Regions from separate parts of the Arachis hypogaea genome. Here region 1 is linked to region 2. The links are chromatin contacts, called in public Hi-C maps. All regions are on one chromosome and are shown on one strand. The core of a region is the stretch at or near the end of the contact, and the rest is flanking DNA. Distances in the headings are between cores, read along the strand shown.

Region 1 (6,946 bases), core at 269-2,768, 240 kb after region 2:
TGCATTGCCCATGCGCACGCGTGGATGAAAAAACAGCTATATGACGCGTACGCGTCAGCCACGCGTACGGTGGGTGCGTTTGTGCCCCACGCACAAAATTGGCACAATTCTGGCATAACTCTCAGAAAAATGGCTGGGCATTTGGTGCATCGCATCAACGCGCAGGCGTGGGCCATGCACACGTGTGGATGGTGCATTTCTGAAAAACAACGCGTACGTTTCAGGCACGCTTACGCGTGGGGGGTATTCTGCTAAAAAATTTTCTAAGTTAAAAGCTGCAGAATTCACAGATTAAACCCCCAATCTTCCAACGGACATAACTTCCTCATTTTAAATCATTTTTCACCCGTTCTTTAGAAGGCATGAACATCCCGGATCCAAATTTCATTTTTAAACAAGTTTGGCACAAAATGGGGATTCGGAGTCTAAGTTATGCCCCGTCAAAGTATGCCTAAAAACTATATTTTTATACAAAACCACAAGGTGCCATTTTCAAAACAAATCAATTTCATCCCTTTTTAAAATCAACCAAAACATACCAATTTCAACCCTTTTTGAAATCAATCAAAATATACCAAAAATCAACATCAATCCTCCTCAACTCATACATTATCTTTTTCCTCAAAATCACAACCACCATTCCATTATTTTAACTCATCTCAAATCAATGGCTAAATTGCAAACATATTAACATGTCATACATCCTTCCTCATCCCAATTTCCAACAATACCATTTCCAATTAGTCATCATTTCACATAATCAATATCATACTCACCATCAACATGGTTTCACCCATAATTCAACCTCAACCATTCATCAAACATATATCACAACATGCATTTTTCTCATATATCACACCCATAAGGCATCAATATTCTCAATCACATATATGACTACATCATATATCTCAACCATTCAACAACATCAACAATTCAATGCCTATCTTAGGGCCTCTAGCCTAAGTTTTCACACCACATTACATTTTAGATACAGGAAACCGAGACTATACGTTAGCCGATTTCCCAAGCTCAATCGGAGCACTTCTAAATCACTTGTCCACAAGCTTTCAAGGTCTCAACACCTCCAAGAACATATTTTTATCACCAAAGCTCTCTTCTAAGCTTTCCACACTACAACATTTTTTAACTATTGCAACATATACTGCAAATAACACTAAAAAAGTGTTATCTAAACTAACTAAAGACAACACTTAATATTTGTTACATAAAAATAAAGCTGTTGCAACTTTCTTTTAACAACACCCCATAAATGTTCCTTTTTAATCAATTAAAGTACAAGTAAAAAGTGTTACTTTTGTAAATTAAACAGGCAACATTTGTGATATTTATATATTACCCTTTATAAGTGTTGTTTTTAAATTTTTAATAAACTTCTCATTATAACTGTTGCCAAAAATAAATTAAAATTTTTCTTCAAAAATTTTGACCTTCTCTCCAAATATTTTAACAAAAAAGTACTTTTTCCTTCTTTTAACTTAGCACAAAACACATCTTTGTAGTTTATATGTTATTTACTGATTCAAATCTAGAGTTCAAAACAAAATTCCAAGCCCTATTTTCGATTAGAAACCCTAACCCCAACCATTTCAAAATTTTATTGATGCGTGATTTTTCTTTGTTTGTTCGATTTCCTCATAGTTGCTTGTGAAGTTGTGTTCCTCTCTGCTCGTGTCGCCGTCGCGCTTGTCGCTGTTCGCGCGCCGTCGTGCTCGTCGCTACTCGCATCGGCGCATTGCCGTCGTGCTTGTTCGCTGCTCGCATCGTCGTCGTGTTCGTTGCTGCTCTGCATTTCCTCATCGTTGCTTCTGAAGTTGTGTTACTCGCTGCTCACGTTGCCTTCGTGCTCGTCTCTGCTCACGCGCCGTCGTGCTTGTTGCTGCTCGTGCGCCTTCGTGCTCATCGCTCTGCATTTTGAACTTCTGAATTTTGCTCTGCTCGATTCCAATTTGCTCGCCTTCTTCTACTTGCGACGTTTTTCTTAGCCCCTGGCTAGGTGCTGATATGCTTTGCTCCCCCGTGGTGCTCGTGCTCTTTCCATCACAGATAGTCTCCTTGCTTTACTCAGCTTTGTTATGGCTGAAGTTGATGAGAAATTCTAGTAATGATAATTTTTCTTCATTGATGAGAAATGATTGTTTAATTAATTATGATCCTATTAAATCACTGTAATGTTTTATTGTTATTGTGTATTTGCCTGCTTGTGCTTTAATCACTAAATGATGTCAATTTTAGGGCTTGGAATTTAATTATTGTTGGTGGAATCTCAATTTAGGGAACTTAACATTAGATTCACAGTTGTTGTAGGTGTTGGAGTTGGCTGAGAATGCTTCCGGTTCAATCAATTTGCTGCCAGGTTTTTCCCAATGCTTCCAATTATCTTCACTTTTTCTTTTTCGTACATGTCTCTGTCTCTTGTATTTTGAGTCTCTGTCTTTGCTGTCTCTAAGTATTTTGGTTATTTTAAAGAAAACTCATGTTATTTCAATGGATTCAATACATGCTTGTGGAGTTGACATTTGACTTACTTGCATTGCTATTTAATCGAAGTTTTACTTGGAAAATGTTTTTATACTCTGTTGTGGATTTATTTATATACAGAGTCATGATAATTGCTTGGCTGATTTATCTGGAGCATTGCATTGTGATGCTGTTATGAATTTCAAGTTCTCTAGAACTAAGTGTTATCCAGCAGCTGCTGCAAAAAACCGTCACCTATGTGAGGTTGCTTTCATTTTTTATTATTTTTTATATTTATTTGTCGTTTTGGCCTAGTTCTACCTAATTTATATCCATATTTTGTCCAGAGTCTTGCTGACAGTTGCTTTCCCATAAGCCAGGGGCCATCAGCAAGCCGTCTTCATGGTATACTTGTGTTTTTTAAATTTTAGTTCCCCTAGTTTACTCTTGTTATACCATTTTGGTGTTTATTGTAACCCATTTCCCCAAAAATAAATTTGAGATGTGTTTCTTATAGTGCTCTTTTGGTTTGATGGCAGAATTGTTTATACACCAGTTTTGTGATGCTTACACCTGCTCAGGGAAACAGAAGCCTTTCTCTAGAGGAGGCAAGGTATGGCCCAATTCAAAATGTTAATGTATAATAAGCTTATCATTTGTTAAAAACTTGTCATTGCTGACTTTTAGCAATAAAGGGATATCTATAAAATTCATCGGGTAGATGATCTACATTGGGCTATGGGTCATGTCATTAAAAAAATTCCATGCAAAAGGTTTAGGCATTCTCTTTTTTTTTTCCCGTTTTCAGTTCATCATGCAACAATTTCTGAAGATTTTATATAGCCAATTTATCATCACAGTGATCAGTGAACACATATCATATAGGACATGCCTGCTGTTTATTAAACTTGGTATTTTTCTCTGCAGGAGCAAAGTAGTTTCTTCCGCCTGGCTGCTGGAGCATTGATCTTGGTGCTACTTCCTGTGTTCTATCTTTTTCTTTATCTTGTTCAAAGGTACCTTTACATTTCTATATCTTTATCTTGTTAATCAAGGTTTTGCACCGTTAGTTCCTAACATTATTGGGGGAAGTTGCAGTGATATGAAGGGTCGAACTCAGGAGCTTCGTCGCATCTCAAAAGCAGGATGGAAAGGCAAGCCGTCATGAGTCATGAATGGTAAATGTTTATATTCCTTATAAAGATAGCTTATCGAGTTATCGCAAGACAGAATGGGCTGTATACTAATAAAATTCAATATCATAATGAATTGTACACTTTAACTTCCCGCTTGTAGTGTCTTTCATGGACAATTCTACAATTCCTAAAGACAAGAAACTGGAGATCTACACTGCAAAATAAAAAAAGAGTAACTAGTAAGTGTCCAACAGAGAAGAGTTGAATCTAATAAGAAAGCTGAGGTTGGTTGTGTGTTATGAAGTTAGAGGGTACTGAGATTTTGAAGTGCAACTATGCAGCAAGAAACATCCCCAGAGGTGTGGTCCTGTTACCCTTCACTCTTGTTGTGATAGTGCTCCTCTTTCCTCTCCTCAGAACCTTGAATATATCAGCTTCTAAGATATTTGCCACAAGCTTTGAATCTAAAGAAGAAACAAGAAGGACTAGTTGCAATGTTTTCTCTGGGAACTAGACTCCTTATCTGAAGGGACCGTACTACAGCAATGAGACATGCCCTTTCATATTTGACAAGCAGAATTGCCTTCTACATGGAAGACCTGACAGGGAGTTTCTTCAATGGAGATGGAAACTTAATGAGTGTCAGCTTCCTCTCTTTGATGCTACTCAGTTCTTGAAGATGGTCAAAGGGAAGTCAATGGCCTTTGTTGGGGACAGTTCTGTAAGTAATTAATTTTACTCTTTAATTTTGAGCTTAATCAACAAACCAGTCTATTATACCTCGATTCTTCCCCCAGTTCCGTCTTGTTTTGTTTCGGTTCTTGAAGTGTATGAAGGGGGATACACTGACCAAGAAACATTAATTTTAACTTTTATATATGTTGCTAACTAGCTTGAATCTAGTACAGTAGTTCTCACATACTTGATTACAGCTGATGAAAGACTCCAGAAGTCTCGGGCAATTATCCTGCGACATGAACTTAATATTAACTAGTAATTAACCTATGAAATTCCTAGACATGAACATAAAAGCGAAAGTTTTTATGTGACAAATTTTGCAATGACTTAATGCTTCTAATTAAGTTTTTTTGTGAAAATAATGTGTGACACTGGGCCTGCCATCATAGTTAATAACACATCACAGTTGTAATTTTCCAGAGGTTAGGACTAGCCATGTCCTTGGCTGACTTTCAATTTTAATTTTATGAATTATTGGCATTACTGTTGGACTGTTATCTTTTAAGGAAATTTAAAATTGTTTTCTTATTCTCATTTAGATTGAATCTAGTGCCTAATGCTGACTGTTATTTGTTAGATATCTCATGGTTTTAATCATAAATTGGTTGATGCCTTGACTAGTTTCCTTGTAAAAAGTTACTAACGAGAATGCTTGAACATATTAAAAGTTCATCCAACGGAAATGCAGTTATATACATGGGATTAAATTTGCTTTCATGAGAAGACCCAGACCCATTCAATTTATCCATTCATTCACACTCATGATATTTATATGTTGTTAGGAACATTAGAATGAGTTTTTTAGACCTATTTATTGCTTTTATATCTATGTATTTAATATTATAAAAAAAATTCTATTATTATAATTTTTCAGTTTTAATGATAAGTTGCTTATTTTTTGTTGTGTATTATTTGCAGATTTAGCATATGGGACAAGTCAAGCATGGATATAAAATATGCAAGTAGATTGATATCTTTTTGATAAATATTAATTACTATTTTGTTATGACAATTATTGTTAGACAAGAATTTTATTATTTTGTTGAGAATTATTGATGAACATGTATTTAAAATACTAATTGAACTTTTAAATATCTATTTTAATTAGAATTTTATTATTAGTTATTTTGTCTCTTTTATAATTTTTTTCTATTGTGCACAAATTTATTTATTAATTAAAATAATTACACATGTATGAACAAAAAATTTTATTATAAATTTTAATTTTTTGTATTTTTATTACAAAAGTAATTTTTATTTTTATTAAAAAGGTAACCTTTTTATTAGTTGCATATTTTGAATATTAGACAACACTTGTATGGTTGAATATATAAAAGAAAAAGCAACACTTGTATAGGTTGCATATCCAAAAGAAAAAGCAACGTTTGTATGGGTTGCATATTCAAAAGAAAAGACAATGCTTTAAAAGGTCGCATATTCAAAACTAATAGGCTAACACTTTAAAGTATTGCAAATTCAAACTTATAAGCAACACATAAAAGGGTTGAATTTTATTGCAAATAGGCAACATTTTTTAGTAGTGGTCAAAATATGAGAAAAGACAATATTGTAAAAGTGTTGTCTCAAACACCATCTTTGAAGTGTTGTTGTTTTTCAACCAAAGGTAACACTTTTCAAGTGTTGCTCTCAAAAGCGTTGCTTTTGAAACAAAAAAGTGTTGCCTTGATCTAAGGCAACGGCTGCATATGCAACGCCGCCCAAAAACGTTGCCTTAGGTCCAAAAGTGTTGCCATAGATCAAAAGCAACATTTTGTCAGCCTTTAGACAACACTTTTTAAATGTTGCCTCAACTTGAAAATGTTGTAGTGCCAAAACCTCAATCAAGGTTCAACATTCACATACACACTACCTAAGCCACAATTATCATACCCAAACACCACAACTCAAAACCCAAGTATCATAAAATAACAAATTACACTAGGGTTGAGAATCTTACCACACCCAAGGTTCAAGGAGACAAGATTAATCTTTTCCTTCAAGAGAGTTAGGTCATATAACATCAAAGAGTTCAAAATCTCAACACATTTCTCCATGAAACTCAAAATTTAGGGATGATAAACTGAAATGGATTCGTGAATTACCTCAAGAATAAAGTAGTGGGTTTTGTAGAGCTCTTCGCGGTGAATGCGTAGCCACAAATAGTGCGGTAATTGGAGCTCTAGATCAAAAGTTATGGTGGTTTGAAGATCAACCAAGGGAGAGAACTTGAGAGAGTGTTCTTCCCCCCTCCATTCCCATTTTCAACGTGTGTTTGTGTGTTGTGAGGAGAGAGAATACTGAAAATTATGGTTTTTGTTTAGTTAGGTTGGGCCAAGGGCCCAATATGGGTCCGGTTGGTCCGGTTTGGCCCGTTTGCTCTAATCTTTGTCCGATTTCTAAAAAATTGGTATCGAAATTCTCGTCTCAATCTTATCTATCATATTAAGCCATAAAAATCACATTTTTAGCTTTTGAGAGCAAATTCTCATTTATGGGTTAATTACCATTACTTAATCGGGTTTTACACCGCTCATCAGTTATAAGATACATTACTACAAGATTCAAGATATATTACTACAACATAGAAGGACAAA
Region 2 (7,826 bases), core at 4,018-6,517:
CTCAAATATAAAGGGCCAAAAATAAAATTGAATTGGGCAACGACTTTGTTATTATTGTGCAGACATAACAAAAACATGCTGACAAAAAAAAATAAACCTAAATATCCATAAGGAAAAACACGCGCAAACAGTCGCACACACATGAATAGTTGAATAACACGTCCCAAAAAAAAATTTGTTGAATACACACTAGCAAAATCTTTTTTTTTTTCCAATTTTAATTCGGAATTCTTGATTAATGATTATGTTTTCTTGTATTTTGTTTTTGATAAAGAAAGCGTGAAAAGGCTTAAGTTATTCTTAGTTTCTTACGATACAACCTCCCATTCAAGAACAGAGTACTCATGGTACGATAGGAGTATGGTTGGGTCGGGACTGAATTCATATACTCCAACAGGGAAAGACGAAATAAATATATATTTATAAACAAGTCAATGGTACATGAATTCGTGACATTAATATATATTATAAGAAATAGATTTAATTTGTGTTAGTATAAGAAAAAAAATTATACAAAAATCCAATCATTTAATATTATAACTTAATCGCCCACTATTTTATTATTCTAACAAACACATGCATAGCATAACAACTAAACTCGGAAAAGTAATCAAGAGTGGTGGTTTTAATAAAACGATAGAGAATCATTCCAAACCAGAAAAATAAGGTGGCTTCCTCATGACACGGAATCTAATCCTCCACCTACCAAGTGGTTGGTAGAAGAAAATATGCCCAGAAAAACACAACACTAATAGCATCCAATGCTTGGTTTATACTAAGAAAAAAACATTAAAAAAAAATACAACACTACAAGTGAGTTTTGATGATGGTTTTGGGTTAGGCTACGCAACATGACAATATCAGTAGATGGCCATGTTACGGTAATATCAAGAAGGAACAAACAAAGCAAAAGGGTGAGATTCCAATTTTGGCACAAGAAAACAACATCAAACTATACCAAATGCAATAGACAATTAACCGCTACTTAATATGACATACCATAGGTTTAAATAAAAAGATCATAACCAAATAAACAGCTCATGTTGAACGAAGGCTTTGTAACAAGTTTCTATTTAAATAGTAAATTCCGGATGTTAGGAAACATCCAAACCATAAAGTTTGCACGTTGCGAGGTCAACACAACACATTGTGCATCATAAATTAACCCATCAAGATCCTCGAGTGCCATCGAACTCTACATATGCTAAGGAAATAAAAACCCGGGGGGAAACACAGATACCATTACTGCAAGACTCGAGGACAGAAAGTGTTTTGACTAAATGCCAACGGGTACCTTACGACATATCTGTTTCTATGTATGTATATATGTAAATATTATCTCAGAACAGCAATCAACCCCAGAAACATTTTAAGGATGATTCAGTGCATAGCAGTGCGTGGAGCACGGGAACGGACTGGTGTCTTCGATGGACTTACCCTGCATACAGAAAAATAATAATTGTTTAAGAGTTGAAGACTTCATTTCATAGTGTTTCTTTTTTCTAGTTTTTCTAACTACAGTTGAAATCTGGAGGAGTATGCCAATCCAACCTTATAGGCAGTGCACCCAAAATCACACCACTGCAGCTCAGAGCTGCGATTGCACTCTCAGCCTGCAAGGAAGAGGCAAACAAATTCATCAGACCAAAAAACCATAGGGCGACAAAATAATTGGGAGAATATAGACAATATATCATATCAAGGGAGCGTTTGGTTGGAGGATAAAAATGTTGAGAAATTTTTCATGGATGTCCACAAGTAAATATCCACAATAATTTCCAGCCCATTTTTACCTTCAAACCAAGCATACCATAAAAAATAGAAAAAAAAATTGAAACTAAATGGAGACGGAACACACAATTTAAAAGTAAAAGAAGCCACATCTCTCAACCACATGAGGCATCATAGTACATGTTAGGAGTGAGAAGTAGTCGAGAACCAACATTATTTAATATTTATCCACTTCAACTTCCAAAGGTGGAAAATCATTTTCAAATACCAGATCAAAGACTCCCGTAAACCACTTGGGACTTTCCCGGTACACACCAATTTACCAACCCCACCCTTCGTCCCTCTAGTTGCTCTAGTTACACCTCAGAGCAGCTATGTCGAATGCATGACAAATCAAATGGAGTGGATCCCACCTCCATGTTACACTTTAATAGCAAGGAGTTGAGGGACGAGCAACAAAGGAACTTCTTAAGACCCTGACTACAGCAGGATAAATTAATCACTTTTACTTTGTTTGAACAAATTTACCATTACAACCTAATTTTCACAGCACTAAGTTCACAGGTTGGCTCTACTTCAATTTGCAAGCGATTTCATTGATTGGCATGCTCAAATATTTATTTTGTTAAGAAATGATTATGATAGAAAGATCCAAATGTTCCCAGAGAAGCTATCAACAAGACACGACTACTGTGGAATGTAACAATAATTAGTAAGAACAGAATGGAACTCTTTAAATAGCAGTAAAGTCAGATGCATAGCTCAGAAATGGGAAATTAAGAATTAGGTGAATATTAACTGACTCGGATGAAAATAAGAAAGACAAATGAATTATTACCAGTGCAAACTCAACGAATGCAATTCGAGTTGAATGATGGTAATCTCCAAGAAGCCTCAAGCGGTGAACCTGTATTCAACCAACAAAAACCTCTTAAGCAATGGACCTAGAGAACTATATAATAACATATTTCAATTCATCTAACAAATGCACATTTCCTGGTCCATGAACAGTTACTAACCTCTCCACATATAGATTCAAAGAAGCTTTTGACATCTGCTTGAGTGAGCTGTAACAGAAACAAGAAAGAAAAGTTAGGAATTAATGAGCCATATTTGCTGCAACCTGCAAAACAGACATTAGAAAGCGAAACTAATATATCCTAAGAAAGGGTCAGATCACCACCTTCTTGTCGATATTTGTGCAATAGATTGTTCTTGAGCACATCTCTCTTTCATCTTCAGACTGAGAATAAATCATCGTTAGAAATGTAGAACCGAAAAGAATATATCAATCATCTTCTAGAAAATATCTTGAGTGAGCCCATGTGGGATAAAGAAAAAAAGAAAGAACTTACCCTGGGCAAAAATGTTGGGTTGACAGGTGCAATGGCAGTTTTTGAAGGTAGCACTCTAAGTGGATAATATCCGAGCATAGTTCCAGAAAGGCTCAAAGCAGCCCTTGCACCATCTGCAGAAATAATAGCATTAGTACGGCAAAATGTTAATAACTAGAGCATACAGACATCATTTATTAAGTTGAACCATTACCTTCATCCGTAAACTCAATGAAAGCAAACCGAAGAATAGAATTGGGATCCCCGCATACGCGGCAGTCAACGACCTATATTCATGAAAAAGGAGTTCATTTAAAAGTAATCACAAGGTCAAATGTCATTAAGAAGCACATGTCGCAACTCGCAAGCAAACAAAATGTAACCGTTTCCTACCTGGCCACAGTTAAGAAAGAGAGCCGCCAGCTGCTCTTCGGTAACCTAGATACCAACATAAAAAACCACCTTCCAAGTGAATACACATTGCATTCTTTGCAAGTTAGCTGAAATGATAAAATCCATAAGACAACTAAAAACATGTACCAGCTGATCAATGTCAGACACATAAACAGTCCTCCTAATCATCTCTTCCCTTTTCTCCATATCCATCTTATTATTCGCTCTACGCTTCCCTTGACTATAGCCATTCTTCCTCTGCAACAAGCAATTATTGTATCAATAAAAATTCAAGGCACAAGTTAAAAGATAATATTCCACCATTGGATAAATAAAAAAAAAATTCTTCCAAGTTCATACCCTTCTGTTAGTCTGGCCATTAGCATTGCCATAATTATTGTGGAGCAGAAAATTGTTGGCGAATCCAAAAGCAGCAGCACCACCAGGACCAGCCAAGTAACCGTGACTGTTGGCGAGCGACGGCGGCACAAACTCCTCAGCCATGGGGTTCAACTTTGACAAAAGCTCCTCCAAATCCCTCATCTCCCTCTTATAACTCTCACCACAGTTCTCCCCATTCCTTACCGCATTAATCCCAACATACCCATCATTGTTGACCACCATCTGTTGACCCTGGACTCCGTTTCCATCAAACCCATTTCGAATCTGACCCACCTGAGCCTTGTAATTACCGTTAGTGACTGACACAACAGTGTTTGCACCTCTGTCTTGGTTGAATACACCGTTCAGATTCTGATCACCACCACCACCGTTGACAGCGCCTCCTCCTCCGCCGCCGCCGCCGCCAGACCTTGCCTTTGATTTCTCCATCTCAGTGGTGTCCGATGAGACAACACTGTTGTCCAAATTTTGACTGGAAGAACCGATTTTGGCCCCAGCATTCTCAGCAACAGCCATAATCACGGAAATAAGAAGACGCACACACACCCCCAACCCACTTCCCTAGATGTAAAAAAGCTTCCTCCTTTTTTTCAGCTTTCAGGTTTATCAGTGAATCTGTGTCCCCCAACAAAAGAAAACAAGAAAAGAAAAAACTATACTAAACTAACAACAAGAGAAAGAGAGAGAGAAATGAAGCATAAGAGCATGTTAGGGGAGACGTACCTGGGTTTTAATGTAACAAATTTTCCATTGACATAAGATCAAGCTGATCCTGAAGATCGTCAAAAATAGAGGTTACTTTAAAACCCCACAAAGGGAGAAAAATAAATAAAATATGTATATATGGAAAGAGAGAGAGAGAGAGATTGGTGAAAAAGAGATAGAGAAAAAGGTTAAAGATATTATCTTACTAATTTATTTACTGAAGAAGAAGGAGGAGGAGGAGGAAGAAGAAAAGATGAGTGATGGTTATTAGTGTTTGTTGGAGAGAGAGAGCGAGAGAGAGAAAGAAGAAAGAGATGATTTATCTTCGGATCGTCCGTTTGAGGGTGCAGTGGGGGTTTGGGAGGTAGCTGGGGAAGCTGAGAAGAGAAAAAGAGAAAAGGAGAAGGTCCGAAATTAAATTGATAACGATGATGAAATGAGATGAGATGATCAACCAATGTATGTATCCAACAGAACAAAATGAATTGAACACAGCAACACCAACACCCTCATTGCTCATTAGTCATTACATTACATTACATTTTTTTCTTTTTTTATTTTAATTACATTACATATAACACCCAAATAAATTTACTTTTTTTGCATCAATTTCCATTACTGCCCCCCGTCTCTCTTCTCTCTCCCTCCCCATAATTTCTACATACATGTCATGGTCATGCCTTCCATAGCATCGCATCCGCCATCCACAAGGGATAATGGGATATATATATATATATATATATATATATATATATATATATATATATATATATATATATATATATATAAAAGAATATTAGGCTAAGGATGCATAGAGTTCAATATGAAAGAATATCAAGTTACTATAGTAAAAAAATAATAAAAATAAATAATATTACACCTAGTATAACAATCTTTATGTCTAGAGTAAAAATTAATTATTCACTTATAGTCTCTCAGGTTTTAGATATAATAAAAGAAAAAACTTTTAAAATAAATAAATAATAAATTAGTGAAAATTAATACAAAATATAATAAAAATTTAAGAAAATGATATTTTACTAGATATATAAAAAAAACTATTAAGATAAGAGAATTATATTATAAATATCTAAAAAAATAATATTATTATATATTTCTTTGATTGATTTAATAATTACTTTCAAAACTTTAAAAGAGAATTTTGTCCTTTAACAAAAATAAATACTACTTAAAAAATTAGTACAGATCAAATAATAAAATCACAATACCTTTTTAGAAAAATTATAAAACTATAATTGTCCAAGACTGGGAATTAGAAGTTACCCTTTATAAGGATAGTAGTTTGGAAGGCAATGTAAATAAAAAAAGTCCTATAATTATATTAATACGGTTTTAGAAGATATGAAAAACAGTTATAAAGAATTAAACATAGACATAAATAAAATAAATTTGTAGAAAAATCTATATACAAATTTTAAAGTCTTGACATAATCAAACTTAGAATAAGTGTAAAAGCAAATATAGAAGAGTTAAAAGAAAAACTTAAAATAATAAACTAGAAAAAGACGGCTATCAACACAATATAGTTACATGTTAAGAAAATATTCTTCAAAAATTAAAATTACTCAAAACTCAGAAATTATTGTCTATGACCAATCCCAGCAAATGTAAGTCTTGAGAAAAAGATACAATCAGTACATAATAGTTTTACTAGATTTAATTTAGTAGAATAAAATTTAGATGGATTAAGTGAATAAGTTATTTTAAACTTAATGTATAATATAACGATGGTGGCAATCACCTATAAATTAAAATGAGCTAGTAATAGAGAAGTTACTGTACTGATAACTCAATGATTCACTGAACAATTAAAAATATAGTGAGATAACTTTTTCACCTTACAAGAAAAAGAGTTAATCCTTAATAGTGTTAAACAAGAAGATCGATTACAGGATGTTACAACAACCTTGATATTTACAATCATAAAAAACTTCTTAGGAGAACTAAACATTTTTAAAGATAAAATTAAAACTCAGTTAATGAATTCAAGATGTCCAACCATATTTAATTATAGATAGTACTAAGATATTTTTATATCTAAAGTCATCATGAGAAATGATGAATCAATTTTTTTTTTAAAAAGAAAGATTCATAACATTCTTACCCAAATCTTTTGAAGATAAAGTATTACAGAGATTACAATCCTTATTTGGTATTTAAATACCATACGAAAGATTAATATTTGGATAAATACATAATATAATAGTATAAATAAGAGTAAAAATATGTACGAATACTAGGCTGCAAAAAAAAATTAACAAAAAAATGCTAGTAACAAGCAAGAACTAGAAAATTTTTGCCAGCAATATGATATTGCTACAGAAAAGGCACCCAATAACCAAAAGTAAATTATTAAAAAAAGAAATAATAAGAAAAATGACAATAAATATCAATATCAAGAACTATATAAGGTATAATACAAATTTATGTACAAGTCAAAAGAAAATTATAAAAAAACAAAAATATAATAATAAAAAATAAGAAAAAAATAAAATAATAAAAAGTGCAAAGAATAAAAAATAAATAATCTGTTAAAAATATAAAAAATTAGGTCATTATGTAAATAACTACAAAATAAAAAAATATAAATAAAATTAGTAATAAAAAAGTAAGACAAGCACTAATAACTATATTAATCGATGACGAATCAGAAATAAAAATAGAGTCTAAATACTTGTAAGATTATTCAGATAATTTTACATAACAACTAGATATAAATTCTTGTTCAAGTTTATCAGAACCAGAGGATGAATATTATTTAAAACCAGAAATATGTTGTTATAATAACTGTGTAAAATCTGTTAATATATGATCACAAAAAATCAGTTCGAGCCTATTGATATATTAACTAGGAAATAGACAGGTATACTAATATCTGTAATAGATAAGTTAAAAGATTCTCCACTAAAAAATGTATTTATATTACAATTAAATGATTTAGTTAAAAAAAAGGAAGAAATTAAGGAGTAGGTGAGGTCAGTAGAGATAAAAAAATATATATATACAACAGGTTTAAAATTTTCAAGAACAAAACTTTCTTAAAACTTCTAAAAAAAATTAAAATAAGAAATCTCTAAGTTAAGGCAACAAGATATTTTTTTAATTATAAGATATTAAAATTAGAGGGAGAGAATATAATAAAAGCACAAAAATAATAAAGAGCGACTAGAATTAATAAAAGATGAGGAGGAGATTGTGAGTTAATAAAATACTTAATTTGAATTAATGAGTTAATGTTAT

The links. A called contact is a pair of places that touch in the nucleus more often than the background predicts.
Region 1: a Hi-C map of leaf shows a contact between it and region 2, with 2.9 times the contacts expected there. The contact joins the promoter of LOC112715682 here to the promoter of LOC112715681 in region 2. A contact is called at or near these places in 2 of 8 Hi-C or Micro-C datasets (both in leaf).

Annotation. Positions count from the first base shown.
Region 1 is chr10:74,446,285-74,453,230 of arahy.Tifrunner.gnm2.J5K5, forward strand. It overlaps LOC112715682, which reads left to right and starts at 1,519. Exons shown (of 9, transcript XM_025767477.3): 1 at 1,519-2,119; 2 at 2,317-2,374; 3 at 2,620-2,742; 4 at 2,826-2,883; 5 at 3,018-3,091; 6 at 3,406-3,494; 7 at 3,577-3,656; 8 at 3,775-4,335; 9 at 5,271-5,477. The coding sequence starts at 2,094. The coding sequence ends at 3,646. It overlaps LOC140175667, which reads right to left. Exons shown (of 3, transcript XM_072204200.1): 3 at 3,948-4,078. The coding sequence ends at 3,948.
Region 2 is chr10:74,198,974-74,206,799 of arahy.Tifrunner.gnm2.J5K5, forward strand. LOC112715681 (polyadenylate-binding protein-interacting protein 12) reads right to left here and starts at 5,268. Exons shown (of 12, transcript XM_025767473.3): 1 at 4,772-5,268; 2 at 4,584-4,632; 3 at 3,819-4,475; 4 at 3,606-3,716; 5 at 3,459-3,503; 6 at 3,280-3,352; 7 at 3,087-3,199; 8 at 2,915-2,974; 9 at 2,751-2,798; 10 at 2,570-2,638; 11 at 1,552-1,613; 12 at 1,044-1,438. The coding sequence starts at 4,376. The coding sequence ends at 1,381.